Regions from separate parts of the Mus musculus genome. Here all the other regions are linked to region 1. The links are chromatin contacts, called in public ChIA-PET maps. All regions are on one chromosome and are shown on one strand. The core of a region is the stretch at or near the end of the contact, and the rest is flanking DNA. Distances in the headings are between cores, read along the strand shown. Region 1 overlaps Mta3 (metastasis associated 3). Region 2 overlaps Eml4 (echinoderm microtubule associated protein like 4). Region 3 has its middle 39 kb from the start of Eml4. Region 4 overlaps Eml4 (echinoderm microtubule associated protein like 4).

The links. ChIA-PET counts read pairs in DNA pulled down with a chosen protein or histone mark.
Region 2: an RNA polymerase II ChIA-PET map of memory CD8 T cells shows a contact between it and region 1, with 231 read pairs. The contact joins two enhancer-like sites. A contact is called at or near these places in 1 of 484 Hi-C or Micro-C datasets (nephron progenitors) and 2 of 115 datasets of contacts at active chromatin or transcription factors (effector CD8 T cells and memory CD8 T cells).
Region 3: a contact with region 1 is called in an RNA polymerase II ChIA-PET map of memory CD8 T cells, with 25 read pairs. The contact joins two enhancer-like sites. A contact is called at or near these places in 4 of 115 datasets of contacts at active chromatin or transcription factors (T-cell acute lymphoblastic leukemia, bone marrow-derived macrophages, embryonic stem cells and 1 more) and 1 of 9 other capture datasets (embryonic stem cells).
Region 4: an RNA polymerase II ChIA-PET map of memory CD8 T cells shows a contact between it and region 1, with 71 read pairs. The contact joins two enhancer-like sites. A contact is called at or near these places in 3 of 115 datasets of contacts at active chromatin or transcription factors (the HPC-7 cell line, effector CD8 T cells and memory CD8 T cells).

The regions. Positions count from the first base shown.
Region 1 is chr17:83,765,732-83,772,722 of GRCm38.p6, reverse strand. It overlaps Mta3 (metastasis associated 3), which reads right to left. Exons shown (of 17, transcript NM_001379391.1): 8 at 6,117-6,216. Gm46597 (predicted gene, 46597) reads left to right here. Exons shown (of 3, transcript NR_168497.1): 3 at 780-1,084. Among named protein-coding and RNA genes, the nearest start is that of Gm46597, 8.8 kb to the left of the region's middle. Within about 2 kb of position 1,847, at least 16 of the 459 cell types and tissues checked have an H3K27ac peak or open chromatin away from gene starts, as enhancers often do. A contact at or near this core is called in memory CD8 T cells, where this site is marked.
Region 2 is chr17:83,451,199-83,458,282 of GRCm38.p6, reverse strand. Eml4 (echinoderm microtubule associated protein like 4) reads right to left here. Exons shown (of 23, transcript NM_001379374.1): 14 at 3,731-3,882; 15 at 2,126-2,251; 16 at 1,910-2,041; 17 at 1,221-1,288. Among named protein-coding and RNA genes, the nearest start is that of Gm46594, 18 kb to the left of the region's middle. Within about 2 kb of position 4,497, at least 26 of the 459 cell types and tissues checked have an H3K27ac peak or open chromatin away from gene starts, as enhancers often do. A contact at or near this core is called in memory CD8 T cells, where this site is marked.
Region 3 is chr17:83,308,842-83,315,581 of GRCm38.p6, reverse strand. No RefSeq gene overlaps it. Among named protein-coding and RNA genes, the nearest start is that of Eml4, 39 kb to the left of the region's middle. Within about 2 kb of position 2,986, at least 237 of the 459 cell types and tissues checked have an H3K27ac peak or open chromatin away from gene starts, as enhancers often do. A contact at or near this core is called in memory CD8 T cells, where this site is marked.
Region 4 is chr17:83,394,892-83,402,259 of GRCm38.p6, reverse strand. The region is part of intron 1 of Eml4 (echinoderm microtubule associated protein like 4); the gene reads right to left. Among named protein-coding and RNA genes, the nearest start is that of Eml4, 48 kb to the right of the region's middle. Within about 2 kb of position 4,314, at least 147 of the 459 cell types and tissues checked have an H3K27ac peak or open chromatin away from gene starts, as enhancers often do. A contact at or near this core is called in memory CD8 T cells, where this site is marked.

The sequences.
Region 1 (6,991 bases), core at 598-3,097:
GATCTAACCATGCTCTTTAAAAGCTTTAAGTGAAAGAACATAGCTTCTAAAACAACAAAAAACAACATTCAGTAATAATAATAATAATAATAAAATTCAGTGCGATGCATCTGTCTGTGTTCCAGAATAGTGAATGGAAGACAAGCGAGCTCTGGGGACACTACACTTACCTACACCCACTGGTGGGTTTACAGTGATGCATGCACCCATGAAAGTCACTCCACACATGCTACTGCACATATAGCTCAACTTAAAATTACAGATGGATTTGAAAACTAAGCACAGGACAAGCTACGTCTCCCCTCAGAGGAAGACTCTGCAGAGGTCGCATCTTCTCCGTAGATACGTACATGCGTGCTGCAAGATCCACTCGAATCTAAATTCTGAAAATCATAACTGATCACAAGCTGTTCCCTCTGCCAAAAAGCAAAGGTGTTGTCACATGTCATCTCATTCATAACAGATGGAAATGACAAACACAAGTATTTTAGGAGGAAGACTGACAAGGAGATCTTGGCAAGGGGATTTCTCATCTTTTGTTCATTTTGATCATCGTGGTAAAAAACGATTGTTGTTCAAACATTTCACCCCTGCCCCGGACCTCACAGGAGGCCACCCTGCCCTACACAGACACTGGGTTTCAGCACACGATTTGCTTGCCCAGTAAAGATGTTACATGACATAAGCAATCTTTAGTATGAGTTTGTGCATTTAGCCTCTTTTCAAAAATTCTGGCGTATTTAAATTCTCTACTCTATTCCCCCCACATTCAAATCCAGTGATCTTCTGAGGTCTCCTGCATTCGTGCTAAAGTACTGGCTGAAGAGTCTCAGTTGGCAGAATCTTATCTGACATACACGAACTCCTGGGTCCAGACAGCAGCACCTCGCAACACCCGCTCAGCAATGCACACCCTAATCTCAGTGCTCACGATGGAGGCAACAGCATCAGAAATCAATACACAAGGAAGTTCAAGGCTGAACCACGACACTTAAAGCCTTCCTTTAAATAAATAAATAAATAAATATAAATAAATAAATAAATAAATAAATAAATAAATGGATGAATAAATGAATGAATAAAAGCAATGTCTGTTGCCACCAAGCCTGACCGCCTGAGTTAACTCTCCACAGTGTCATCTGGCAAACACACAGTCAGGCAGCTGCCAGAACAATGCCTGACTCGACTCCAGAGGACTCCAGACAGAGCTGGGGTGAGGAAGGGACACCTCAGGGACATCCCATGGGAGCAGGGAAGGGGGCGGCATTTTCAGAAGATATTCTGTGTTACAGGCATTAGCGCTGTTCCGATACCCGAGTCCATCTCTTATTGAGCCAGCACAGCCAACCTTCCTCAGTCCAGACCTGCCACCAGAAAGCCTGCCTGTCACTGATCCTCGGCGATGGGTCCTCCTGCAGCTTCTTAACTGCTTGGCGCCTTGGGTTCATCACCTGCAGACTTATCCTGGTGTTCAAGGCCACAACCAAAACTTCTTTCTTTGACTCTGCTCTCCAAGTTACTTAGTTTCCAGAGTCCAAGCAGCAGAGAGAAGCAGAGCACGTGTCTCCTCTGGGAGCGAGGCATGTCCCTGACGATGCTGACACTGCCCTGCAGGCCAAGGGGTGGCCTTGTGACCAACATCACAAATAGGGGTGGAGTGGAGGGCACTCTACCAATGCCAGTGACAATAGGGTAGCAATGTTTCAGTCCAGGACAGATTGCATACATCACACATACAATACTGGCACCAGGGTTGCACTACCTGGTGACTTCACGGCCATCTTCCTTTGTGTGAGACCTTCATGATGTTCCCACCGCAAGAGAAGGCAGGGCTTGACTACAGTGCTTACCAGCCAAGCGAGGGGGAAGGGTGTCAGCTGGGTGTAAGCATTTCTCGTTGATGCTTTCCCCTCTGTGTGCTACACAAAATACGTTCTATTTTATGAAGTGAGCAACATGTATGAACGAACCCTCCATGAGCACAGTATAGTTTGTTGTTTGCACTTTGAACTCTTGATCTGCATGCTCCTACCTCCCAAGAGCTAGGATTGCGGGGTGCACTACCAACCAGGGTCCTCAGTATCTTAACAATATCAATCTTACGGATCTTAGATCAGCAACACCTGAAATCTGCAGCTCTGCTGCATTCATAACTGACCTCAAAATGAGGAAGTCAGAACCGGGCATAAACAGCTACTTGCCCCCAAGTACTGGTGATTGACAAGAGGTACAGGTGTCCTAGATGAGCAAACGGTCGAGGAATGCTAAAAGCCTGGAGTCCCCTTTATAAAGTCCCCAAGGAAAATGGACAGACAGTGAAAGGCCACTATGAGGGCTGGTGAGATGGCTCAGCGGGTAAGAGCACTGACTGCTCAAATCCTAAGTTCAAATATCAGCAACCACATGGTGGCTCACAACCACCTGTAATGAGATCTGATGCCCTCTTCTGGTGTGTCTGAAGACAGCTACAGTGTACTTATTTATAATAATAAATAAATTTTGGGGCCAGAGCGAGCAGGGACTGAGCGAGCAGAGTTGATAGAGCGAGCAGAGGTCCTAAATTCAATTCCGAACAACCACATGAAGGCTCACAACCATCTGTACAGCTACAGTGTACTTACATTCATAAAATAATTAATAAATAAATAAATCTTAAAAAAAAAAAAAAAGGCCGCTACGAGTTTTTCATGCATCCCATCTGGCAAGCAATGCCCAAATTCTGTATGCAGACTTTAAGCATCAGTTTTAATCAGCCCCACCCAGATTGAACATCAATTCCTAGGACCTTAAGATTCCAAATGAACGTGAAGCTACAGCAGTTTAAACAGGAAGCCAAGGTCTTCCATATGTCTGTCTGTTTGTCCTACCCATCCCATCTCTCTTTCTTTCTGTTTCTCTCTGCTCTGTCTGTCACACACACACACACACACACACACACACACACACACACACACACACATATATTCAAGAATAGCTAATCCAGAAAGATAAACACCCGCGGCGTTCTAGTGATGAGGAGGCGGAAGGCAGGTAGGAGAGCTGGTGGACCAGAGAGGCCTTGGTAGAGACAAGAATGGATGTGATTCAGCAACACAGCCCCCAGCTGCCCGAGCCTCCAGGTCTCCTTCTGCTTAATAAAAAACACTGCAGTAATGAGCTGGGTGTACGTGATGGTGTACACCTTTAATCCTAGCACTGTGGAGTCAGAGGCAAGTGAAGTCCAGGCCAATCTGGTCTACTGATTGAGTTTAGGCCAGCCAGAGCCGCATAGTGACAGTCTCTAAATAAATAAATTGATCTTCAATTATATATTACTGTAATTTTTAAAATAATGTGTGATAACGTGACCACTAAACAAACAGGGATGGAAATACCAGAGAGTCAGAAGTCACCTTCTTAGAAGATGCATAATAGTATTAACCCTATTATACACTGGCACACACCTTTAATTCTAGTGTATAAGGGTGGAGGCAGGGGGATTAGAAATCATCTGACCAATTTAAAAAAAAAAAAAAAAAAGCCTGCCTGTCACTAATCCCAGCACTTGGGAGGCAGAGGCAGGCAGATTTCTGAGTTCAAGGCCAGCCTGGTCTACAAAGTGAGTTCCAGGACAGCCTGAGCTATACAGAGAAATAACAAAAATAAATAAATAAATAAATAAATAAATAAATAAATAGTCTTCAGCCAGGTGTGACGGCATCATCTGACATCTTGATAACTCTGGAGGCTGAGGCAGGAGAGTTGTCTCAGGCCCATGAGTTTCAGGTTACCCTGAGCAACACAGCAAGTCTTCATCTCAAAAGAGGAAAACACATTTACTATGGCAATACTATATTACACACACACACACACACACACACACACACACACACACACACACACATACATACATATATATATATAATTTTTATTTATTTATTTTCCTGAACAAAGGCTGTGCTGCATGTTCTTTAGCAGTGGGATGCAGAAAGTCACTGTGGCTCCCAGGCCCACACATGGGCTCCATCAGGCAAATAGGCCCAGCCACCAACTGACACACATCAGGGACTGGCTTTCCCACTCTGGGTCTTCAGTCAGGGCAGAAGGCACCTGCTAGAGTATATAATAAGAGCACATGCCCAGTTTTCTCTGAGAAGTACCATTTCCTGAGAATGGTTAAATGACAAAGGACTGGTTACAGATAACATCCTATCTACACAAAGCAAGAGCTCGCAGCATTGGGGGCCCAGCTTCCTGCGTTCTTAAAACGGTGAGGAAAAGCGTGTTTGGCTGGTGTCGGTAGGTCGGCCAGAGAAGGCATGCCCAGCACGTGGGAAGCTCAGTGAATCCCATCACCCCATGTCATCATGCAGCGAGACGGATGGGAAGCAGCGCTTGTGTCCCACAGGGCAGGGGACCACAGGAGGAGCCTGGAGAACACAGGTGCACGCTTCAGATGAACTCAACTCTTAAAACCTAAATCCAGGAGGTTTGGCTTATCAGACAAATTAAGGCTCATTAATCCATGGAGTTACTCAAGTGACAAACCAAGAGAATAAACTACACTGAGATGGCTCAGAAGGTAGAGGTGCAGGGCCCCAAGCCTGACGACCTGGGGTCAACTCCTAGAACTCACAAAGGAGGGAATGCTGGGAAGCTGCCCCTCTGACATCCGAGGATACACACACACACACACACACACACACACACACACACACACACTAAAAGCAGACCCCAGAAACATAAAAAAGAAAAGCGTAGGTCACATTGAGACATTTGGGGTTATAAATTTTCACCCTGTTAAGCATGATTTCACAACATGCAGCCACATTCTGAGGAGCAGGACTCGGGAGTCGGCATGCCGATCAATACCAGCTGGAGCCGAGAATAACTGTACACAAGTTCACAAAAGATGCTGTGAAATTTAAAATGCAAAATTCATGAGTAAAAACAAAAGAAAAGTTTACAAGTGTAATAGACCTTGAATAATGCAGGAGGTCACAGCGACTTAGGCAAGTGTCTTAAACCTGAGCAACACCAGCCACTGAGGGCCCATGCCCTTAATCCCAGCACCTGGGAGGCAGAGGCAGGCAGATCTTTACATTTAAGGCCAGCCTGAACTATAGATCAAGTTCTAGGATAGTCAGGGCTATACAGAGAAATCCTATCTTAAAACAAAACAAAACAAAACAAACAAACAAACGAAAACCCAAACCTTCTATCTCAGCATTTGAGAAGCTGAGGCAAGAGGATTTCTAGCAGCTGTAGGTGGGACAAGGCTCTAGAATGAGAGCTTGCCTTAAAAACAACAGGCGCAGGAGATGGCTCAGTGGGTAAAGGTGCTTGCTGCTAAAACCTGACAGCCTGAGTTCAACTCCCAGAGCCCATGTAGAGGGAGAGAAGAAAGCTGTCCTCTGACCTCTGCCCGACACCGTGATATAGTCATTCACCTACGTGCACCGTGCACTCACACGCACAACACAAAGTTAAATCAAAACAGCAATAAAACCCGCACCAAGTAATCCTGGCACTGAGATAGAGGCAGGAGGATCAGAGTTCCAAGGTCCCCCATATCTAGGCAGTGAATTCAAGGCCTGCCTGGGCTACATGAGTCTGTCTCAAATGTCTTTTTGAATAAACATTTGAGTGTGCTTGGGAGTGTGTGTTTGAAATTCCTGAATATGAACAAAGAATAATAAGTATGAAAATGTCATAATAAAACACAATATTTGAACACCAAAAATTATTTAAAAATTAACCCCCAAAGTGAAATGCGGTTACCATAGCAATAATCTCAATTGTGATAGCAACAATAATCCTTTAGGTATTAAAAGGAATAAAATACTTTATGTGACCCAAAGTCAAGTAGATAGATGGACAGGGAAAAGCACAAAGCTGGCAGAAACTGCCACGCCAGAAGGTGAGGTGTGTCCCGCCACTCTCTATTCGCTCCCTAATACTGTTCACCGGTCTCAGCTCACAAACAAGAGGTCACTCCGGTTAACCAACTGCTAACCTGAGTCAACTTGGTAGACAAGGGCTAGCGGCCAGAGATCTCCGAGTCTCCGGAACTGTTATAATGGTTCATAATTGAGCAAGGAGCAAAAGCTAACCCCAAATGGCAAAAGCCTTCTTACCAAGGTGATGTCTCGGGAGGCTGCGGCTGCACTCATGTGAAGGCTGGGTTGCCTCACGGAGCTGCTGCAGTCCAGGGCTCGGGCAAATGTTCCCACGGCACTAGGGAGCAAAAACAGAGAACAGTAAGCCATCTACTCCTTTAATAAAAGATTATCACCTCTCCAGCCCTCTGTCCCAGCTTGCTTTATAAGGCTGGAATAGACACTATGAACAAAAGCAACTTAGCGAGGGAAGTTCCAAGTCCCGGCCCATCACTGAGGGAGGGTGAGGCAGGAAACTGGAAGCAGAAGCTGAAGCAGAGACCATGAAGGATGCTGCTCACCGGTGTGCACACGGCTTCCTCAGTGACCCAGGACTGCCTGCCTAGTGGAGCACCACTCCTAGTGGACCAGACCTTCCCCTGTTAACCACTAATCAAGAAAAGACGCCTTAGACTTAGCTACAGGCCAATCTGAGAAGGGGGTTTTCTCAATTGAGGTTCCTGCTTCTTAGATGACCCCAGTTTATGTCAAGTTGCCAAAAAACTAACCCGTTCACCGTCTGTTATTTTTTATTAATTTTTAAAGATTTATTTATTATTCTATCTAAGTATACTGTAGCTGTCTTCAGACACACCAGAAAAGGGCATCAGATGTCACTATGGATGGTTGTGAGCCACCATGTGGTTGCTGGGATTTGAACTAGAGACTTTTGGGAGAGCAGTCAATGCTCTTAACTGCTGGGCCATCTCTCCAGCCCTAGTTTTCATTTTATAATTTGTGTGTGAGTAGGGTATCTGTGCGTGCATGTGTGTGTGCCTGTATGTATGTGTGCACGCACCTCTGTGTATGTGTGTGTGTGTGTGTGTGTGTGTGTGTGTGTGTGTATTTTGGGG
Region 2 (7,084 bases), core at 3,248-5,747, 320 kb after region 1:
TATGCATCCATAACAGTGTCTTTTGGTTTTTGTGTTTATGGTTCTTGCTTTTTTAAACGAACCTCTAGATACAAAAACAGGAATGTTGGGGCTAGAGAGACAGTTACACAGTGAAGAGTGTATGCGACTTTTCTAGAAGACCCAAGTTTGATTCCTACTGCCAATGCTAGGTAGTTAGGACAGGCTCAAAAGCTACAGAAGACACCAGGGAGAGAAGCAGAGGACTCAACCTCAGGCCCACTGTTAGTCAAACTCCTTTAGGAGAAGTGCCCTGCTATGTTTCCTTAGTACCACACTAATGCATGCTGGACTCCGTGGCAATCACCAATGTACTCACTACTTGGCAACACGATGCAGAATTTATACATGGACACGGACACATGGCTCAAGATATTACCAGTCCATTTCTCTGTGCCTGTAGCATTTGGACATGTTTTACAGAAAACTAGTTCCTAGCCCTAAATGTGACTTAAAAAGTGAAATGAGTAATCTGAATGGCTAAAGTAGTAGCTTTTCAATCTCATACAGTAAAGTTAGGTGTTTACAGACCAAAGGGAAAATAAAAACAATGGAATATCCATGAATACGAGGCATGGAAGCAGGCGTGGAGCTTGGCAGAGCTCTATCTAATCCAGCAGTGACAGCCATATCTGCCAACAGGAGACTCCAAGTCCACACCAGTGAGCACGGACAGACTGCCAGCACTGCTATGGTGACTACTGAGGTAGTAACTACTTTACCTCTGGAGTACATCACTAAGATGGAGGACCTCACAGTCACACAGATGTTAGAAAGTAGTTTCAGTGGTTTTCAACCACATCCTTTTAATTTTTTTTTTTTTTTTTACATTTATTTACTGTGTGGGTGTGTGTGTGGTGCAGTGCATGTGGAGGTCCAAGAACAATTTTTAGGAGTTGGTTCTTCTGATTCTAGGAACTGAACTGCCAGGGTTGGTGGCAAGCACCTTGCTTGCTGAGCAGTCTCCTAGCTAATCCATCAGAACAATTAAAACAAGAACACAAAATAGGGCTCTGTGTATCTAACTGACACCTTTATTCAAACAGTATGTCTTCATGATTTTCAAATCCCGCTAGCTTTATGCTTCATTTTAGAGCTCAGGAAAACAGTGACTGACCAAGTACACACTAGAGTAGCTAAGTGTGCTATATGACATGATTTTCCCAATGATGCAAGCAGCCCACCATTTCAGATCTGCCTACCTGCCTGAGTGCGTTCCAATGGCTACCACTGTACCGCTTGGATGAAAGTCTGCACAGTGTCCTGGTTCCTAGAGGAGAAAAGGACAGGCATTTGGGCATAGGATAAAGGCTCCTAGGTTTAAGGGAACTGGTTTTTTTTTTTTTTAAATCTTTCAAAATAACTTGTTTTAAATAAACAAGAAGTTCTAGTCAGCTTTACTGTAAACCAATGAGAAATGCTACATGGACAGAAGTGGCAAAGGTACTGACTGACTAGCGAGGGTAAACAAGCGATGGGCTCGTGGCCAGGGAGTGGAACAATACAGGTAACACCAAATATGGTAAGAACTTCACAAAGAACATTTCTTTTGGGGTAAAGGCAGTATGTGCATACAGTAGTGAGAAATACAAGGTGACCTACAAGGAAGGCAGTACACTCTGCTACAGCATTTACTAACTCCAACTGTAAAACCACAGAGGCCCAAGCATTTCATAATTAATGTTCTACAAATGTACAAAGTCTTTGTAAGTTTACTACTGAAACTGAAAGGAAAGCATCCAACTCCTGCTTCTGAGTGTGGATTCACACTGGAAGGAGGCCAGACAAATGCCTTACTCTCGACCCTCCTACCAAACTGCAAGCATACATTAAATGAATGCTTCATCGAGCACCACTGGGAGGAGTCTGCACGGGGAAGCTTTGCACTCACGTCCACAAGCCTGGTCCACTCCAGCCTGTGCTCCACTGAGTTCCACATGCACACCTGCCTGTCCTGAGCACACGTCAAGAGCAAATCTTTGAAGGGATGTGTTGCAAGGCCCCAGAGTTCATCTGTATGACCCTGAAAACGAAAAAACCCTCCTTGTAAGAACCAAAGCATATTGTCGAGAAATAATGAAGAAAACGTGGGCATCCCACAGCTTACCTGGACTTCTATTTGGAAGCCATCATTAAACGTTCCCCGTAAAATAAAGTTTCGTGATGTGCCTACTAAGAACTGTTCTGCCCTTCCCTCTGCAACTGCTCTAATGGTGCCATACTGATCAGGAACCTGGAACAAATGAAGGTGTGAAGTTACCACAAACAGTGACATGCAATAATTACTACCTCAACAGCGCTATGCTCACAGCTGTCTGCAGTTAGAGGGTAATAAAGACAGACTCTAAACCTGAAACTATGTGGTGGTCTCATCAGATTGTAATTTAATGTTCAATTACATTTTATTACACAGAAGTTATAATGTATTATTATTAACATTCTTTGCCACATTTATCATAATTATCTTTGTAGAACAGGGTCTCCCACATGCTATTCAAGCTTGTCAGTGATCTAACTTGCAGCCCACTTCAGTAAAATTTACATTTATATTCTGTATGATACTGAGGGTTATAGAAATGTGGGGGAGGAAGGAAGTTCTATCCGAGCTCATAAAGAATATGGTCTGGGATTTGTTTCATGTTCTTCTGGGCAAGTTACTTAGCTTAAGACCATTCATTTATCTATGACATGGGGATAATACATTTATTCCCTATTCAGGGACCGAAAGATAAAAATTACAGCAAATCAAAACACAGCTGGCCCTTTAATCTGTAGACTCTGTATTCAAGTGCTAAATCATCCATGGACTGAAAATACTGAGGTGAAAAACCTTCTGTATGTACTGAGTATGTATGTGTGTACTGAGTATGTATGTGTGTACTGAGTATGTATGTGTGTACTGAGTATGTATGTATGTACTGAGTGTGTATCCACCCTACCCCTGCCCACCATTGATTAGTTCTTATACAGTTCAGTAAAATACTTCCATAGCAGTCACACTGTATCAGGTATGGTAAGCAATACAAAGACAATTTAAAGTTTAAGTCCATAGAAATACTTGACTACAGTGGGTAAGGGACTTCAGTACCTACAGATTCTAGCATCTATGCAGATACTAGAGACTACTCCCTTACAGAAATGAAGGGATGACTGGATTGTAAAGTATTACAATGGCCATTCTCAGGTCTCCTTGTGAGACCATTTCATTCACACACTATGTGACATACGCCCAGTGTCCTTCACACTGATAACTGATCCACAGAATGAGAGATGGCACGTTTCTTCCTCAGGAAGGGTTGGTTTTAAAATGTCTCTGCTTATCTGGATCTGCCTAGCCTGTGACAGACCCTGAGTTTAATTTCTTGCACTGCATAATAAAGCCCTCAAACTCCACATTATTCTGTTTAGAGCAGAGTCCTCTGTGTTGTAACAAATGCTTTCCTATGGGGAGGGAATGAACAGAAGGAACCAGAAAAGCTATCTCAAAATGGGACAAAATGCATGAGTAGAGTGTTTGTTTGTTTGTGTTTGTTTTTGAGACAGGGTTTCTCTGTGTTGCCCTGGCTGTCCTGGAACTCACTCTGTAGACCAGGCAGGCCTCGAACTCAGAAATCCGCCTGCCTCTGCTTCCTCAGTGCTGGGATTACAGGCGTGTGCTGCCACGCCCGGCTGTGAGTAGAGTTTTGCTTTAAGATTCCATTCCCAGCCTTACCTCTATTTCTCTTTCAAGGTTCAGATCATGATCCCACAAAATTATTTTTCTGTCTTTTCCGCCTCCAGTTAATAGCATCCCATTTCTCATCTGACAAAGTGTAAACACACTGCCATCATGAGCTTTGATTTGTCTGTTGATCTGATACACACCTAATATGGTAAGAAAAAAATGAAAACACGAGAAATAAACACGTTTTATTAGACTTTAGTATCTCTCTGGAAACCAGCTTTAGCAGAGCTACAGGGTGAATTCGCAGACAGTTCACATTTCCCTAAGCAAGAACCTGGTCCCAGTAAGCTACAGAAACATGGCAGGCACAGAGACTTCAGACTGAATGTAGTCCTTTACAGTTACAGCAGGATCATGCACTCTACAAATATTTTCTTTAAAAACCCTGTAAGCAACAGCCTTTCTCTCTCAATCTCTGTCTCTGTCTCTCTGTATGTCTCTCTCCCTCTCTGTGTTTGGTGGAGTTGGGGAGGCATTAAAGTTGTTTTTAAGTGGGTCTTCTTGTTATCCCAGGCTAGCCTTGAACTTGTAATGTAGTTGAGGATGGCCTTAAATATCTTGTCTCTACCTTCCAAATGTTCAGTTTATGTAGTGTTGGGGATCAAAGCAAGGCCTTGTGCATGCTAGCTAGGCAAGAACACTAATAAACAAGATACATCCTTAAAAAAACAAAACAAAAAACAACCCTGTAAGCTGCTGCAACAGTGCTTCCTGTTCAGACCACAGGGGATATAAAGTGCAGCTCAGCACCAACGTCAGCGTCATCTCCCGTGATAGCTTTGTGCAGTTTTAGAGTAGTGTGAGTGTGACGAGTTTGCAAAGCAAGGATCCCAGGTATCGGTAAAGCTGTAGCCAGGATCCCAGCCTCCCACCTCAGTGTCCCTGGAGCTTTGCAAAAGCCTCTGTAAGCTCAGGGCATGGCAATCACTAATAAACATTGAATTCTCCTTTCTAATCTGCTGAGAAACAAAAGAAATGACTTCATCCAAACCAAGTCCGTGTCGCTTACTCAGGGCAGGGCTGTAGCAGTCAAGGGAGGCTAATGAGACATGAGGACAGCCAGCCTGTGGGAGATAATGCCTTACAGAATTCGTTACCAGGTTCACAATGGAAGCCAGAGCCTTGTTTAAACATGGCAAAAGTCAACAAAATAGCCTTAGCTCTTGTGGAAAAACGGGAAGAAAAAAAAAAGATTTAAAAACCACTCATTTTTAAAAATTGCATAGCAACTGATGACTGGGTAAGTAAGTAGAACAGGGCTGTGCCTAGATGACTGAACACTAGGTCAAGGGGAGGTAAGGGACAACAAGTCTCGAAGGATGGACCTTAGGAACTTGCCAAGTTAAACTGCCAGTTATCGTCAGTCATGGTAGAGCACACCTATAATCCTAGGAGGCAGTTTGGGCTACACAGTAAGTTCTAGACCAGCCTGGCCTATATAGCGAAAAATGTTAGAAAACAAAAAGCCAAATAAAAAACTAGTTATCTAAAGCCACACATTTTACTTTATTTTGAGAGATGGGGAAAGCTAATTGGTGCACGGCTCCTTCCTAGTAGACCCCGACAAAGAGCATAAGTGGATATAGCAAGCATTACTGACTGCACTCTTAAAAGGAGCACACTTTATGTCATGTGAACGATGTATCAACAAGGCTCTTACTGAGATTAACTTACTTTTCTATTAGAGCTGTCATTAAGTTTGCAAAATTAGCTGAAATTAACAAGGGTTTGGCATCACTAAAATGTCTTCAGCCGTAGCTGACCGTGAGAGCTGCGGTGCGTCCCTGGTAGAAAGGCGCAATGGACCTACTGCTCCCATCTACTGCCTCCAGCTAAACACAACCCACCTCTTGAGCAACACAGTATGATCAGTGGATGTCTGTCTACACAATTTATCCATCTTTGCTGACTGCACCCAGGTGCCCAGGAGAGAAAGGACATCTAAAAAAATGTGAATTTTCTGAGCACTGCCGAGTCCCTTAAGTCAAGGACAGAGGAAGGAAAAGAGTGTAAACAGTGAGCAGGCATATCGAAGCTCTCCCTTCTTGTACGTGGTCCAAGTAGTAAGTAGTTTTGAAATTACAAAACTAGTCAGACGTGGTGGTGCGTGCTTTAAGTCCCAGCACTTGGGAGGCAGAGGCAGGCAGATCTCTGAGTTCAAGACCAGCCTGGTCTACAGAGCTAGTTTCAAGACAGCCAGGGCTACACAGAAAAATCTTGTTTTGAAACATGCCATACCCCCAATTAACCCCCACCTCCAAAAGGAAAGAAATTGCAAAAACAGCTAGGCATGGTGGCACACACTTTTACTCCCTGCACGCAGGCGGCATAGACTGTGGATCTCTATGCGTTCCAGGTCAGTCAGTTAGGTCCACCAGTCAGACCCTGTCTAACACAAACACCCATTAAACATCAGGTGTGAACACCATGGCTCCCTGTGAAAAATGCACAAAGGAAAATCAAAGTTTTCTGTTCTTAATTCAGCCACCCTGTTACTTAAAGAACTGTCTCATCAGGATAAAACCTCCATCACGTGAGTGGCTCGGTTCCACTCACTGCCTTTCAAGCTGGGATGCTGACACAAAGCCCAGATAGTAACTAAGTTAAAAAAAAATGCTGTGTTTCACATTTAAGCATATTCCAAGTTTCTTTTACAGACTATAAATAAAACATTACAGTTGAAAAATCTTTCTCTTATGAATCCATAATTCTGTCAGTCTAACTTAGGTTAAACATTTGAAATACTTGCTGAGAAAAATTACTGTTTTTGAGTTTAAAGACTTTATGCTGAGGTTTAACTGTGTGGCCAAGCCTACCCAAGTCTAATGGCAAGCTCTTCTGTTCCTCTCATTGCCAAGAGAGAGTCTCCATGACCAGCAGGTTATCTCGCCTGACCAGGGAGGACAGCTGGAAGGCTCTGTCCACTCAAACACAGACACAGACGCAGGCAGACGGTAGCACCAGGCCAGGCTCTTACCACCTAGGCGAAGGCCCGTGCACGTGACGTGCTGAGTGAGCAGGCCAAAAGGCTGGACCTCTGAGTTCTGGAACAGGAGCCTGACAAAGAGTTAGGGTGATAAACATTTGTAAAACGTCTTCTTCCTGTGTGCCTGGCTTGTGCCTTGCTAATGTGTGGGAAGAAGGCCAAGCCCTCCCAGCAGGGTTGGGAAGAGGGGTGCAGGTAGGAAAGGAAAGGAGGGACAGAACTATGGCTCGCTCATTCTCTCCGTTTGTCTTTCCTAACAGCATGACCATGAGTTCTGCTGAGGACCAGCTCAGGAGAGTGAAACTTTATATAGTTTAAATTAGTATGTATGTGTTCTCCCTCTCATATTAAACTTC
Region 3 (6,740 bases), core at 1,737-4,236, 460 kb after region 1:
CTTTTTTTTATTTAACTGACAAGAAACCAGGACTTTAGTTTAGAATCCATTCATAAAATTATCTCTGCCTTCCTCTCATGGTTCCTCCTCCTGACTTTCATCTTTCATTGTCTTACCCTTGCATATTTCATCTGATCTGCTGCACCAGGTTTTTTTGTTGTTGTTGTTGTTTTAAAACAAGCAGTAGGCCATCGAGATGACTCAGTGGATAGAGGTGCTTGCTACTTGCTTTGAAAGCCTGAGGACCAGAGGTCAGTCTTTAGAATTTGCTCCAAGGTGGAAGGAGAACGCTGACACTATGAAGTTGTTTTCTGACATCCTCACATACGTCTTGGCATGCACAACACACACACACACACACACACACACACACACACACACATACACACACACACACACACACACACACACAAACAATATATTTTAAAAAAATAAGACCCCTTTGAGCAGCTATCAACTAAGTGAGAACTTTGCTCCTTCATCAGGTGGTATAGTGGGTAGGACTGATCTGGGCATTTTGCTCTTTTGTTTTATTTTGTTTTTTTGAGACAGGATTTCTCTGTGTAGCCCTGGTTGTCCTGGAACTCACTCTGTAGACCAGGCTGCCCTGGAACTCAGAAATCCGCCTGCCTCTGCCTCCCAAGTGCTGGGACTAAAGGCGTGTGCCACCACCACCCGGCTCTCCTTTTTCTTTCCTTTTTTTGGTGGTGGTGGTGGTGTTGGTGTTTCTCTGTATTGCCTTGGCTGTCCTGGAACTTGCTCTGCAGACCACACTGCCCTTCACTGAAACCGTCCCGTCTACAGTAATGCGCTCAGCGCGCCTTGTTCCCCATCCACCAAATACCAGTCTCAGCCCTGTCATGGGGAGAATCTCAAATGCCTACATGTTTTTCCTAAGGCCCTAGGGGTTTTGGGTGGGTGCTTGGACACATTGATGACATCTGCCATTCCATCAACTACCTCTCTAGCACGCCCTGTCCCCACCCACCCTCACCCGGTTTACAACTGGAACCTTCAGATTGCTTTGGTTTTAATGTGTCCTCTCAAAGTTAGTGTGTGGGAAGGTTAATCCCCAGCACAACAGTGTTGAGAAATAGACCTTTCAAAGATGGTTGCTTTATGTGAATGACGTCCACTCAGGGACAGCTTCCTTTCTTGGGAGTTTCTTACTCAAAAAAGAATGAGTTCTTCATCTCCCTCCCTCATCCCCTTCCTCCCTCCATGTCTTACATTCTGCCCCGTCGTCGTAACAGAGCAGGACAGCTCTGATCAGATGCTCCAGCCTCATAACCCTGAAACAAATGAAGTTTTGTTCTGAGACAAGCTTAGGCTAGTCCCAAGTTCAATGTGGCCAAGGATACCATCGAACTCCAGCTTATACCTCCACATGACCTTATATCCCTAGATATGCTTGCATTGAGAGCACCATGCATGCTACCTTCATTCTTGGGGTGTGAGTTTGTGGGGTACAGAAGATTGAACCCAGAGCCTGTGCCCCCTATGCCTCTGAGTTATGTACTTGGCGCAGTAAATACTTTTCATTAGATGGACCAGTCACTTTTCTCATCGGTGAGATACTACTTGATGGAAACAAGGAAGGAAGGATTGGCCAGCTGGTGGATATCAGTTCATCACAGTGGGTAAGGTACAGCCGGGCCAGTGTTGCTCTGTCCATGTTGGTGAGAGTCTGCAGCAGGCTGGTTCACACTGTGGCTGATCGGGAAGTAAAGAACAAGACCAGGAGCAGGCTGGACTACAACCTTCAAGCCCGATCCCTAGTAGTCTATGTCTACCAGCAAAGCCCTATATCACAAAACTTCTACAGTTTCCCATTAGCTGGAGACCAAGAACTCAGACACATGAGCCAGCCTGCGGGAGACATTTCACACTCAAACTTTAGATAAGCAAATTTCTAATACATATGCCATCCTACCCAGACACTATTTTACCCTAATGTGGCTAAAGCGTTTTTCCTGAAGCCCCCCACACCAAATGGAGGTAGGAGGGGTAGACAGGAGATAGGAGATAAGAACCATTCTTTAGGCAGATGACTGAAGCCACATGACCTTAGATATCCGTGCTCCCCTCCTCCCCCCACAATGGGAGCTTGAGACAATATGGAGGCCAGATTCTTCTAGGGTGGAGTCTGGTCTCAGATTTTTTTTTTAAAGACCACACCCCTTCCCAGGGAGGTTCTAGCATACTGCCTGAGTTATAGATTCACTGCCCTGCTGGCTGAGAAGAGAGACAAAAGAGAAATCGGGATGGGGAGGGAGTTGGGGAGAGGGGGCGGGATTGGAGCAAGTCCACACCCCGATGTCAGGTGCTCCACTTGGCAGTGTTAATTGAGGGGATTTAAAAGAATGGAGAGACAAGCACATTCCAACGGAGCAGGGTAAGCACGGTTCCAGAAAGTAATATACTCCGAATGTGTTTGGTCTTGAGCAAAACAGATGTGAAATATTTCTGAAGAACCCAGTGAGAGCTTTGTTTTGTGCCAGATGCTGGAGATGTCCCAGCTTTAAAAAAAAAGGCTTATTATTATTATTATTATTATTATTATTATTATTATTATTATCTAGCTAACTTAACTAAAGCCAGCAGCAGGTTCAGAGCCTAGGCTGCCGAAACTCAAGGCTTTGCTAGTGTTGGCCAAGGAGCAAGCATCTGATGTCACCTCAGCGAGAGAGGCTCTCCTCTCTGCCCTGGGCGGGATATGAGCCCAAGATGTCATCCTTGTGCCATGAACCCATGCCTGCTTGGCCTCTGACAAGTAGGTCAGTATAGATGCGGCTTGGGAGCCTCCACCGAAAGCTGTTTGCCGCTGGCTGGCAGGAAGTTACTTCTGCAGAATTAAAACCCATCAGAGCTGATCAAAGGAAGTGCAGGGCAGGCTGGCGGGGCGGGCGGGCCAGATCCTAATCTCTGCTTGCTAGCCCCACACATCAGCGCACATGAGTCACCCCGCTGAGCTCAGCGGACATGATGTTTGGATTAGACTTTTTACGGGGGAACTTTGCCAAACTCGCCTTTGCTGTCTCCCAGCTGAGAAGTAAGGGAGAGAGGTGGCCTTGCGGTGCCAGGGAAGAGGTGGGGGTGGCTCTCTAGGCACCCGGGAGTGGCTATAAGATCCAATGTCCCAAGCTCATCTTGTCAGCTCAGATCTGACTGGTACCAGAAGCAACTGAGCCCACAGCAGGCCCACACATCCTTTCTCCTGAGCCAGCTAGCCAATTAAGATGTACTATTAAAGGCACACATTTTGCCTTTCACTCAACTGTTGGCCTCTCAACCAGCAGGAATTCCTTTTCTCAAAAGCAGGCAACACTTCACCACTCAGGCATCTTGCCTCAAAAGCAGCGCAGTCCATCGGAAAAAAAAAAAAAGAAAAAGAAAAAAAAAAAAAAAAAAAAAAAAGAAAGAAAGAAAGAAAAGAGGGAGGGAAGTCAGAAAATAAAAATTCCCAAATTAAGAGCCAATCCATAAAAGCAGGGCTTCCCTTAGCGCCTGGCTGGTGTGACATCCCATGGATTACTCAATGAAGATGGTGTCAGGGCAGCAGCTGGGTTATATGTGGAAATTCTCCCCCAGAAATAGAACTGCAGAAAATAAGGAGGGGCAGAAATCTCCTACTCTCTGCACGTGGGTATTTGGGGTTGAGTTCCTTGGGCAGAGAGCTGGGTGGGATTCTCGCCCAATACCGACTGGTCCAGGTGCTTGGATTTGGTAGTAGTAATAAGCACCAAGTTTTGCGTAGTTTGTTTTGCTCCCCTTCTCTGGAAGCCCTGGTAGGAACGGAATCAAAATCTTTTGTTTCAGATTCTGCCAAGTTTTGCTTCTGTGCATGGTAACTTGGGAAGAAGCAGCCCCCATTATTTTGTAAGCCAGGCATTCTTGGCTTGTAGTCTCTGCTGGGATTCTACTTAGAGTATTTTAGACTCTCATTTATTAAAGGCTTATAAGTGGAGGTGGCAGTCCTTGACTCTTTCAGAATAAATGTCTCGCCACTGCTCTTGACTATAAACCTTCAAATTTACCATTTCAACCAGTTAGATGCAATTAACACACACACACACACACACACACATTATCAGTTTTGTTTTGTTTTTTTTAATTATCTGTTACCTGGGTGGTAGTGGCACATGCCTTTAATCTCAGCACTTGGGAGGCAGAGGCAGGTGGATCTCTGAGTTTTAGACTAGCCTGGTCTACAGAGTGAGTTGTAGGACACCGAGGGCTACACAGAGAAACCCTGTATTAGAAAAAAAAATCCATCTATAATTCCCACAAATCGTGGTCAAATCTGTCATGAACCTTTAAACTAGGAATGGAAACCCAGTGTACACTTGAAAGCCTTTTAACAAGTTCGGGGAGCAAGCAAGCAGAGGTAGAGAGGGCACGGCTGCCAGGTAACCCTAGAACAGCCCTGACTTCACCTCCTATTAGCAGTCTGAGCTTCCATAGTGTCCCTAATCCCCATCAGCACAATCTTCATCTGTGAGATACAGAAGACGACAGTCCCAGTCTCATGGGAAAAGCTTCAGTGAGCTAAGGTAGGTAAAACATTGAGTGAAGTTCCTGGCACCCAGGAAACACACACAAAAAGTATCATTATTTATACTGTAGTGATTACTCTGCAACCAGCATTGTGTAGTGAATGGTGGCAAGCTGAATTGGAGTCTCCAGTCAACAATTCTTCCTTGTGAAATTCTTCTATGTCTAGAGTTGGAGTTTGGTTTAATTGGAGTCATTAGCTCAAGGTGCCGATGCTTGGTCAGGACTGCCCTCTTTCTTGGTTAGGAAGAAGCCATGGTGAGGAAAGAGAGGGGTCCTGAGTAACTGGTAACTAAGGCATTGGGGCCAGTGAGATAGCTCAGCAGATGAAGGAAGGGCCTTGCCTCCAAGCCTGACTGTCTGAATTCTATCCCTGGGACTTACCTGGTAGGAGAGACCTGACCTTTCAGCCTTTGATCTTTGACCCTCATGTTCATGCCACTTCCTGGCAAATAAATAAATAGATAGATAATAAATGGCACTGCTTGTTTTATTTTAAAAAGATACTGGCTGACTTTGGTAGTATATACCTATGAGCCCAGATCTTAGACGGCTGAATCAGGAGGCTCATGAGTTCAAGGCCAGCCTAGAACATAGTGAGTTCTAGGCCAGGAAGATCCACTTAGTCAGTCTGGAAAAAAGCAAACAAACACAAAACAAAGCAAAACAAAAATATATGAAGCATCCCCCCCAAAAAACAACCCCAAAACCCACAAACAAGAGGCTAAAGATGCTGTTCCATTGGAAGAGCGTTTGTCCAGTTTGTCCAGTTTGTCCAGTATAAGACCGCATCTCAAAAACACACAGGGGCTGAAGACCGGCTTAGTGGTTAAGAGCGCTTGCTGCTCTTATAGAGGACCAGAGTGTATAGAGGTCTCTAGCACTCATCAGGAAGCCCACAACGGCCCATGACACACACACACACACATACACACACACATACACACACACACACACATATACACACACATACACACACACACATACACACACACACACACACACACACACATACACACACATACACACACACATACACACACATATACACACACATACACACACATATACACACATACATGCACACACACATACACACACACACACACACACACACACACACACACACACATACACACACACGCATGCGCACGCGCGCATGATGGCTCAGGAGCAGTTGCTTGCTGCACCCTGACAACCTGAGTTGGATCCCAGGACCCACACGGTGGAAGAGAGAACTGACCCCTGCAAGTTGTCCTCTGACCTTCACACAGGCTGTGGCATTTATCTGAGCACACACGTGCACAAATAAACAGATAAATGTAATAAAAATTTTAAGAAAGAGATATTCTGGCTGAAGGTTTTGTTCCGTGGTATAATGTGGATTTAGCATGCAAGATACCCTGGGTTAAATCTCCAGAATTAGGGGGGAAAAAGGGTAGTATATGCATTATTCCTTCCTAGAGCCAGAGGAAGAAAAAGCCCACAGTTCTCAGCAGCGTGTTATAGGAGGGTAGACTATACTTTGCCTTTAACAAAAGCCAGTTAGTAACAGAGATTTAGACTAAAGCTATTTCTCCCCCTTCCCCCACTCTCCTCTAAGAGCTGCTTGCAGGTGATAAAACCCTAAGAGGAGAGAGGAGGGGGAGGGCTCTCTTGACTTCATGCTGGCAGAGAAACTCTGAAAAAAAAGCAGGGAGCAGAGACTTGAAGTTTTCTGTGGCTCAGCCTGAGGGTAGCCAAATTCATCTTTCTTCAGGAGCTCTGAGTGCAAGGACCAAGCTGGCGAAGGCCAACTATTATCTTCCTATAGCAGGGTACAAGGGAGCAGGGACAGGGTTGGCTAGAAAGGTTTGCAGTTTTGTCTTTTGCCTTCGTTGCTCCGTTGCCGAACTTAGAATAGCCGCAATGGCTTCCCTCTGTGACCTGTGCATTGTGTGTGTGACAACTGAGAACGCCACATGTGGATTAGGTTCCTGATCTAGAAGTCTTAAAACCTGAAATGGAGGCGCCAGTGAGAGCAGCATCTTTCGGGAGGTTCGAATCCTGCAGCACACATTCTCTTGGCCTTTTCAGATCACGAAGGCTGCCTGCATTCCTCGGCCCCTCCAACCTTGCTGCAATCCTTGCTCCTCTGGCTTTCCTGCTTTGCTTCCTTCCCTTATAAGGAACCCTGTGATCACAGC
Region 4 (7,368 bases), core at 3,065-5,564, 370 kb after region 1:
TTTTGTTTTGTTTTGTTTTGTTTTGTTTTTTAAAAAGTGAACAATGGGAGTCTCAACAAAAAGCAGACATTTTTAAATGGAAATTTTAGAAATGAAAATAATTCTTTAGTATCACAGGAGTTGAAGAAAGAGAATAACAACTATAAAGAAAAGAGAGTAAACTTATCAGAGGACATCACTTAACCTCAACACAAAGGAAAAAAGTAAACCTAACATCAGGCTTAGTATTTGTGCCCCCGTGTCTCCATGGATGAAGAGTCTGGGGGGCAGAGGTGGATCTACATAGTGGCTAGACTTCCCAAACTGTTAAGTTAAAATTTACAAATTCATTTAAATTGGGTGTACTGAAAGCCTGCAATCATATGCAAAAATATATACATAAAGCAGACTAAAACACAAAGGCAAAGTTATAAAATGTCAGTTATATAAAGTATGTTCATATGCTCTAAGCAGGAAGACGCACATGAACAAGGTACAGAAAGGACAAGTGTTCCCACCAGGACAGACTGGCGCTTAACTACACTAGGATTCAGAATGCAAACCAACAGGGCAATCTGCAAATAGGAAACAGGCAGATGTAGCACACAACACCCCTGAAGGAACAGCATCCCAGATAAACAATTCCTATAAATCAGTTTTTAAAGATCTTACAGAAAAACTGGCAAAAGCCTGAACACAGAAAAGGAACTATTACAAATGACCAATGAAAAAAACGGGCTGAGGTTTGAGTACATAGATCTTGGTGAGGAAAATTGCAACCGTACCAAATACTATTTTACGCATATCTGTGCAGGGTGGGAGTGATTTTCTCTTCTATAAAAGATAGGGTGAGATGAACAGATTATATTTATTTTTTTATGTGTGATAATGTAATTACTTTTGCAAATTAAATTCCAAAAAGAAAGAAATGAAGTTGTATTCCCAAAGAGCCCTGAGATTTTATAGCATACAAATAAGAAAATTGGGAGGATTTTTAAAAAAATCATAGTTGTTAATAATATGACCCTTAGATCTATTATGTGTCTATTTTTAAAAAAGTCCATCTATGAGAAGACATACAATATAAATTGCCAGGCTGACTTCAAATTCAGAGACCTACCAGTCTCTATCTCCTTAAGAGCTGAGATTAAAGGTGTGTGCCATCACTCCTGGCTAAAATGCCAGACAGAAGAGTAATGGCAGATTACACAAGAACACTAGAAATGTCCAGAGTAAGAACTTGGAGAAACCATTAAAACAGCACATACAGTTTAACAACTGTACAGCCCAAATGACAGTCAGCAGGTGTTAATCAAATAAGTCACTATATTGTGGCATGCCACACAGATCATAAAAAGGCCAGTGCATATTTATAATCACAAACATATGCTGACTACAGAACGAACACACTGTAGAGGAAACCCTGCAGCTCAGCATCAATGCTGTAGTGTCTGTCTGTGCAGAGTGGTTTCAGTTGGTAAACACACGGAAATGCAGGAACAAGTCTCTGGGAAATAGGATTTCAGAGAATTTTCAGATGAATTTCCTATAAAAAAAATGTAAGCAAAGTAATTTTTTGTTTGTGGTTTTAGGAGATGGTTTCTCTCTATGTAGCCTTGACTATCCAGGAACTCTGTAGATCAGGCTAGCCTCAAACTCACAAAGATCCACCTGCCTCTGTCACCCAAGTGCTGGGATTAAAGGAGTGTGCAAGCACCACCCTGCCACACACACAAAAAAGTTTTGTAAAGAGTACTTTTGAGGTCCTCCTGCTCACAGATAAGGACTAGAGAAACCAGGGCTGTTGAGCACACGGCTGGTCTCTTCAACAGGAGGATACATAGGCATGCCTTCCACCCAGGAGGCTGGGAATAGATAGCTCAGGGATCCCAGATTAGTACGTTTATCCCAGACTCTCCCTCCCCAGAGCTTTATCTTAAGCGCTGTTTCTTAGACAATACACCACCCTTAGTAGGGAATGTCACGTGATAGCCTGCTCTCCTCTAAGCTGTCTCAGTCAGACAGCACACCAGATCCCAGGCCCTTACAGAACCCATCTTCACTCTACAAGTCAAATGTGCTTGACAAAAGAGTTTTACACTTTAAGTTTTTTTGTGAACGTGGGGTTGAGATCATTGTTACCAGGAAACTTTTCTCCCAAACTGTACTGTACTGTACTTAAATATGTCTAAGATTAACTGTCTAGTGTCAAGACTGGAAGTTTGAACTAGCACCAGCTACTGAGGAGCGCTGACCAGGGTCTCCTTCTTGCACAGAGAATCCTTCCTCTGCTGGCATGAGGCTTGGAGGGACCCCAAAGAGTAAAGTAAAATTATGTTATGGACTTTTTTGTTCAATTAAGTGAAAATCCTTCTGTAAACTTATAAATATGATATTCAATGCATATTACCAGTAACGAGAGGTATGGAATCATTACAAAGTACTCCAAGGCCTTCAAATACCTCCTCTTAAAGACACAACAAAATCTATAACTAATTTGCCAGTTAGTGGAACAGGGGGAAAAAAGGAGAAAGAGATACAGAAGTTTGTTTTTTCCCTACTGGCAGAGGCACTTCTTCATCACCCAGCAACTTACCTTTATTGTTTGACTATTAACCGGACTGGGTTGTCATTAAATACGTCTGCAGAGAGTCAGAAATGATGTAACTCTATATCAAAGAGTCAATGCCAATTTGCATTCTGCAATAGCTAAGATTAATTCCAGGAAATAACTGTAAGGAAAGCGTGCGCGCGCGCGCGCACACACACACACACACACACACACACACACACACACACACACACACACCACACACACACACACACACATACAGCACTGGTTGCTCTTCCAGAGGTCCTGAGTTCAATTCCCAGAAACCTCATGGTGGCTCATCTGTAATAAGATCTTCAGGTGTGTCTTAAGACAGCCACAGTGTACTCATACACATAAAATAAACAAATTTAAAAACAAAACAACAAACCAAAGGAAAAGGTCTATGCTGGAAACACAAATGCACATATAGACACACTCGGGCAGGGTTTAATGTTTCTTACTAATCTGAATATCTTATTTCCGAAGTAAAAATCTTCTAGAAGAAGAGTTTTTAACTAAATAATATTTTAAAACTCAGGTATTTTAAATTTGTAGTAATCAGTAATATTCATTACCTCTGTTTAACAATACAATGATAACAAAAGCAAGACTCCTTTCTGATTTTGAAAGTGAAATAATACTTTGGGTGGTTTAAATAAGGATGGTCCCCACAGGCTCATATATTTGAATACTTAGTTACCATGGGGTGACACTACTTAGGAGGTGTGGCCTTGCTGGAGGACCAGGTGCTCTCAGCTTCTTTTCCAGCACCTGCCTGCATGCTATCACACTCCCCACCATGAGCATAATTGACTAAACCTCTGAGACAGTACGGAAGCCCCTCATTCCAAGCTTTCTTTCAGAAGAGTTGTTTTGGCCATGGTTCACAGCAACAGAACACTGAGACACACTTATCTACTTTAAAAAAGACTGCTTTTCCCTTGTAAGCTATTGTCACTAAAAGTCATCTAGCATATAACACAAAAAATTGTGTTTAAGAAAATGAAAAAGGGGGATGGAGAGATGACTCAGCAGTTAGGAGCATTGGTTGCTCTTCCAGAGGTCCCCGAGTTCAATTCCCAGCAATCATGCGGTGGCTTGCAACCAATTACAATGGGATCTGATGCCCCGTCTTCTGGCACATAGGTATAATTGCAGATAGAGCATACATACATAAAACAAATAAATATCTTAATTAAAAAAAAAACATGAAAAAAGGTCATTTTACTACTGTAATCCAAGGATGGTACCTAGTTTCAAAAAAATAGTAACTATTCTATCATTAATCCAATACAAAATTTAAAATATGTGCAGATAATTCTGTTTCCATGAGGGCTTTGGTTGGACCTGACTGAGGATGAAATATACAATCTGATTTTTTAGGAGGCACTATTTTAAATTGCTGTCCACGAAAAGCTAGTGCTTTCTATTCTTTTCTCAAGGATAATAGTACATTACATAACTAACTTATGTAATATATTATTCTTGAGAAAGGATTAATATCTAATTAATATCTAAGAAGAGTATGCTTCTTAGGAGAAGAAAACCGTGTAGCACACACTTGTTATAAAGTGAGCAGTTTTAAGTACTCAGAGCACTTAGGCCAACACTTATGCCATTCTTTTCGGGCACACTTAAGAGTGCAGGGAAGAACAGGATCTTGATTAGTCCCCACCTCCAGCCTCTTTTGTTCAAGCAAGTCAAGTGTGACAGACAGGACTCTTCTACATACAGGAATCACACACTGAAGCCACTGGCAAGCTGTCTTCCGCTCTTAGCATTTCTGCCTGTTTCCTGCTGCCTTTCCGGACACTGCAAGAAAACCCCAGCTCAAAATCTCACGACATACTTGACATTCTGAGGAAATCCTCTCCATCCAGATGGCCTATCACAAAGCCCATCTAGGCTGACACAAGTAAAACATGCTTAAGACAGTCCCTCTCCTGTCCCTTTGCTCTCTGAGCTAAAAGTTTTCTGCTCATTGATAAAGTGACACAAAGAAGCTGAAGGAGAGCAAGCAAACAGGAAACAGAACTGCCTCAGGCCACAGAGACAGCTAACAGACGTGATTGCCACAGCCATGCGCTGGCTTGAGGCTGGTTGGAGGCTTGGGTGCTTCAGCTGCTCCTCATCCACAGCTTCAAATCCAAACCCAAGTTCTCCTTCTTCTGAAACTGCAACACAGTACCATTTCTATAAATACCACTTCAGAAGTACAAAAGTGATCATTTTTTTGGGTAGGAAATAAAAATAAACACTGTGCGTGCAGTGGCAGGTCACACTTCCTTCTTCCTTTTGCTTTTGTTTAAAATGAAACCCACTTGGAGCATAAAGAATAATCACTTTTCATTAATTTTAAAACCTAAATATTTAGACTATATATGATATAACCATTTCACTAATAAACATAATTAAGTCATTTTCAAAATTATTTTAAAATGTTACAAGCTATAGTAGTATCAATTAATCTATAAGATAAAACAATTCACGACTGCTTGTATACACTCATTTTAAACCATTGATGCTGACAAGTAACGTAAAGTCAGAGATATTTCAGTCTGTCTCACACCATGTAAAGCCAGGTGACAATGAATATAATGGTTTTTTTTTCATGTGAGAGGCTGTTATTACAGAGGCACCTCTGAAGGGGGGGGGGGAGTGGTGGTGAGGGGAAGAAGTGAGGAAGGGAGAAAGAGTTACAATGTATTTTTTGTGTGAGCACTTCTGAAGTCAACTAAACAACAGATTCACAAAAAAGTATTGAAGGTGGCAGAGGATTTTCTTCAATTTGTTACTTTAAAACTTTGTATTTACAAAAAACCTATACCAACCCAAAATAAACACAAGTAATATGACTGCTATAAACACATTCACACACAAAAAAATAGTTAATAAATGAACCGTAACCCAAACGGAACATGCAGAGCTGTGAAGGAGAGGAGACTACACAGGATCAATGAATCTGTAAGCTGATAGAAGTGGAATGTGGAAAACCACCTACATTTATTTCCAATAACCTTGTGGGAAAGTGGGAGCCTTTAAAAGAGTATTCTACAATAAGAATTCAGAAAGCAACTGTTCTGATTAACAACTGGTACAGATCATCAATAGGTAAGCAATGGAGAGACTAATGAGACTTAAGTGAGCTGCGGAGTGCGTCTGAGTCATCACAAATTAGGAAGCCTTCAGATTCTTAATAATGATTCCCAGGGAGCCAGAAGCAGTTGTATGTTAACTTTAACCTCCCAATTTCAGCTGGTTCTATAGTTCTTTAAACTGCATGATGACAGCCTCTTGAAGTTAAGAAGTGCTTTCTATCTAGGATTAGCAAAACCACTTCTTTCTCTTCTGCAGTATGACACAACCAACCTTTTTCTCCACATCAATTTGATAAGATAAGAGTACTAATAATTTACTTATAGATTATATTAGATTGGTAATTCTTTCTTCTCAAATAAATCTGAGTTTGGGCCAGAAAGCTAGGCTCCTACTCTTAGTTACTATGTTTGAGAACTATCTACTATCTACTTTGTTGGACATCCCTCCTGAAAGACCTATACAAACTCTTTCAAGTATATGAATACTGTATCTAAAAGTTGTTCAAGATGCCAAAGAAAAGGGCTGGTCTAGTGGCAGAGTATGGCATAGCACTAATTAGACTGATTGTGGATCAAAAGAAAAGGAGAAGTGGGCAGTGAAGGAAGAGGGGAAAGGAATGAGGGAAGGAAACCCAGGAGAAAGGAGGGAGAGCTGGAAACAGTGGCAAGAGAACAGGAGAAGAGGAAGAGAAGGAACAGAGGAAAGGGAGGAAGAGAGGGGAGGTAAGACGAGAGAAGGAAGAAGAAGGGGACAAGGTGCTGAAAGGAACTGTGACAGTTAGTTGCATGGTCATCACTGGAGACAAACCCTCTGGATGCCGGCATTTCTAAGCTGAGCTGACACAGGAAGACCCTTCTTCCCTGAGTGTAGGTGGAGCTACTTACACTCCATGGGCTGGGGTTCAGGATTAAATAAAAGGGAACAAGTAGACTTGAGTATCAACACTTCCCCCTGCTTCCTGGTTGTAGATGCAATGTGACCAGCTACTTCAAGATACTGTCATCATGCCTTTCCCACCATGACAGACCATAACGTCACATCAGGAACCCAAATAAACCCTGATTTTCACAAGCTGCTTTTGTACCAGAACCTAAAATGTTTTCATCCCCAGCAATCTGCTCATTAGAAATGAGAAATGAAAAGTGTAGTGCTAATACCCTACAGTGACGTGAGAGACTGGAACAGTCTCTTCCTCCCTGTCACCACAGACAGAGTCAGCTAAGGAAAGATCAGCAGAAGAATAACACATCTACTTAATCAACTTAATGTGAAAGAAGACCTTCATACCGAAGAGTCAAAGGCCCAAGGAAAACTCTTTTTTAATGAAGAATATACCCCGTCATTATGCTATTGGATGAAAAGGGTACGAGCTGAATGTAGCAAAGCCCATCCTTCTTTGTCTTAGGCCGGCCGGCCTGCCTGCCTGCCTGCCTGCCTGCCTGCCTGCCTGCCTTCCAGGTATATGACGGGATCACTTTGGAATAAGAGTCTTGTTATCTACTATGAAGTAAGATTGGCCAGAATTTCTCCATGGTCAGATCTTATACAGAAAGGTGGGGAGAAAGTTACAGGTAATTATAAGCATTATGGGCTGCTTTGGAGAAAGGGGATTAGTCCTAGTTTTCCCTTTTTTGTGGGGGTGCAGGGGAGAGAAAGGCTGTTTTTTTCCTCAGCTCACAAGTTACTGTCCATTATTA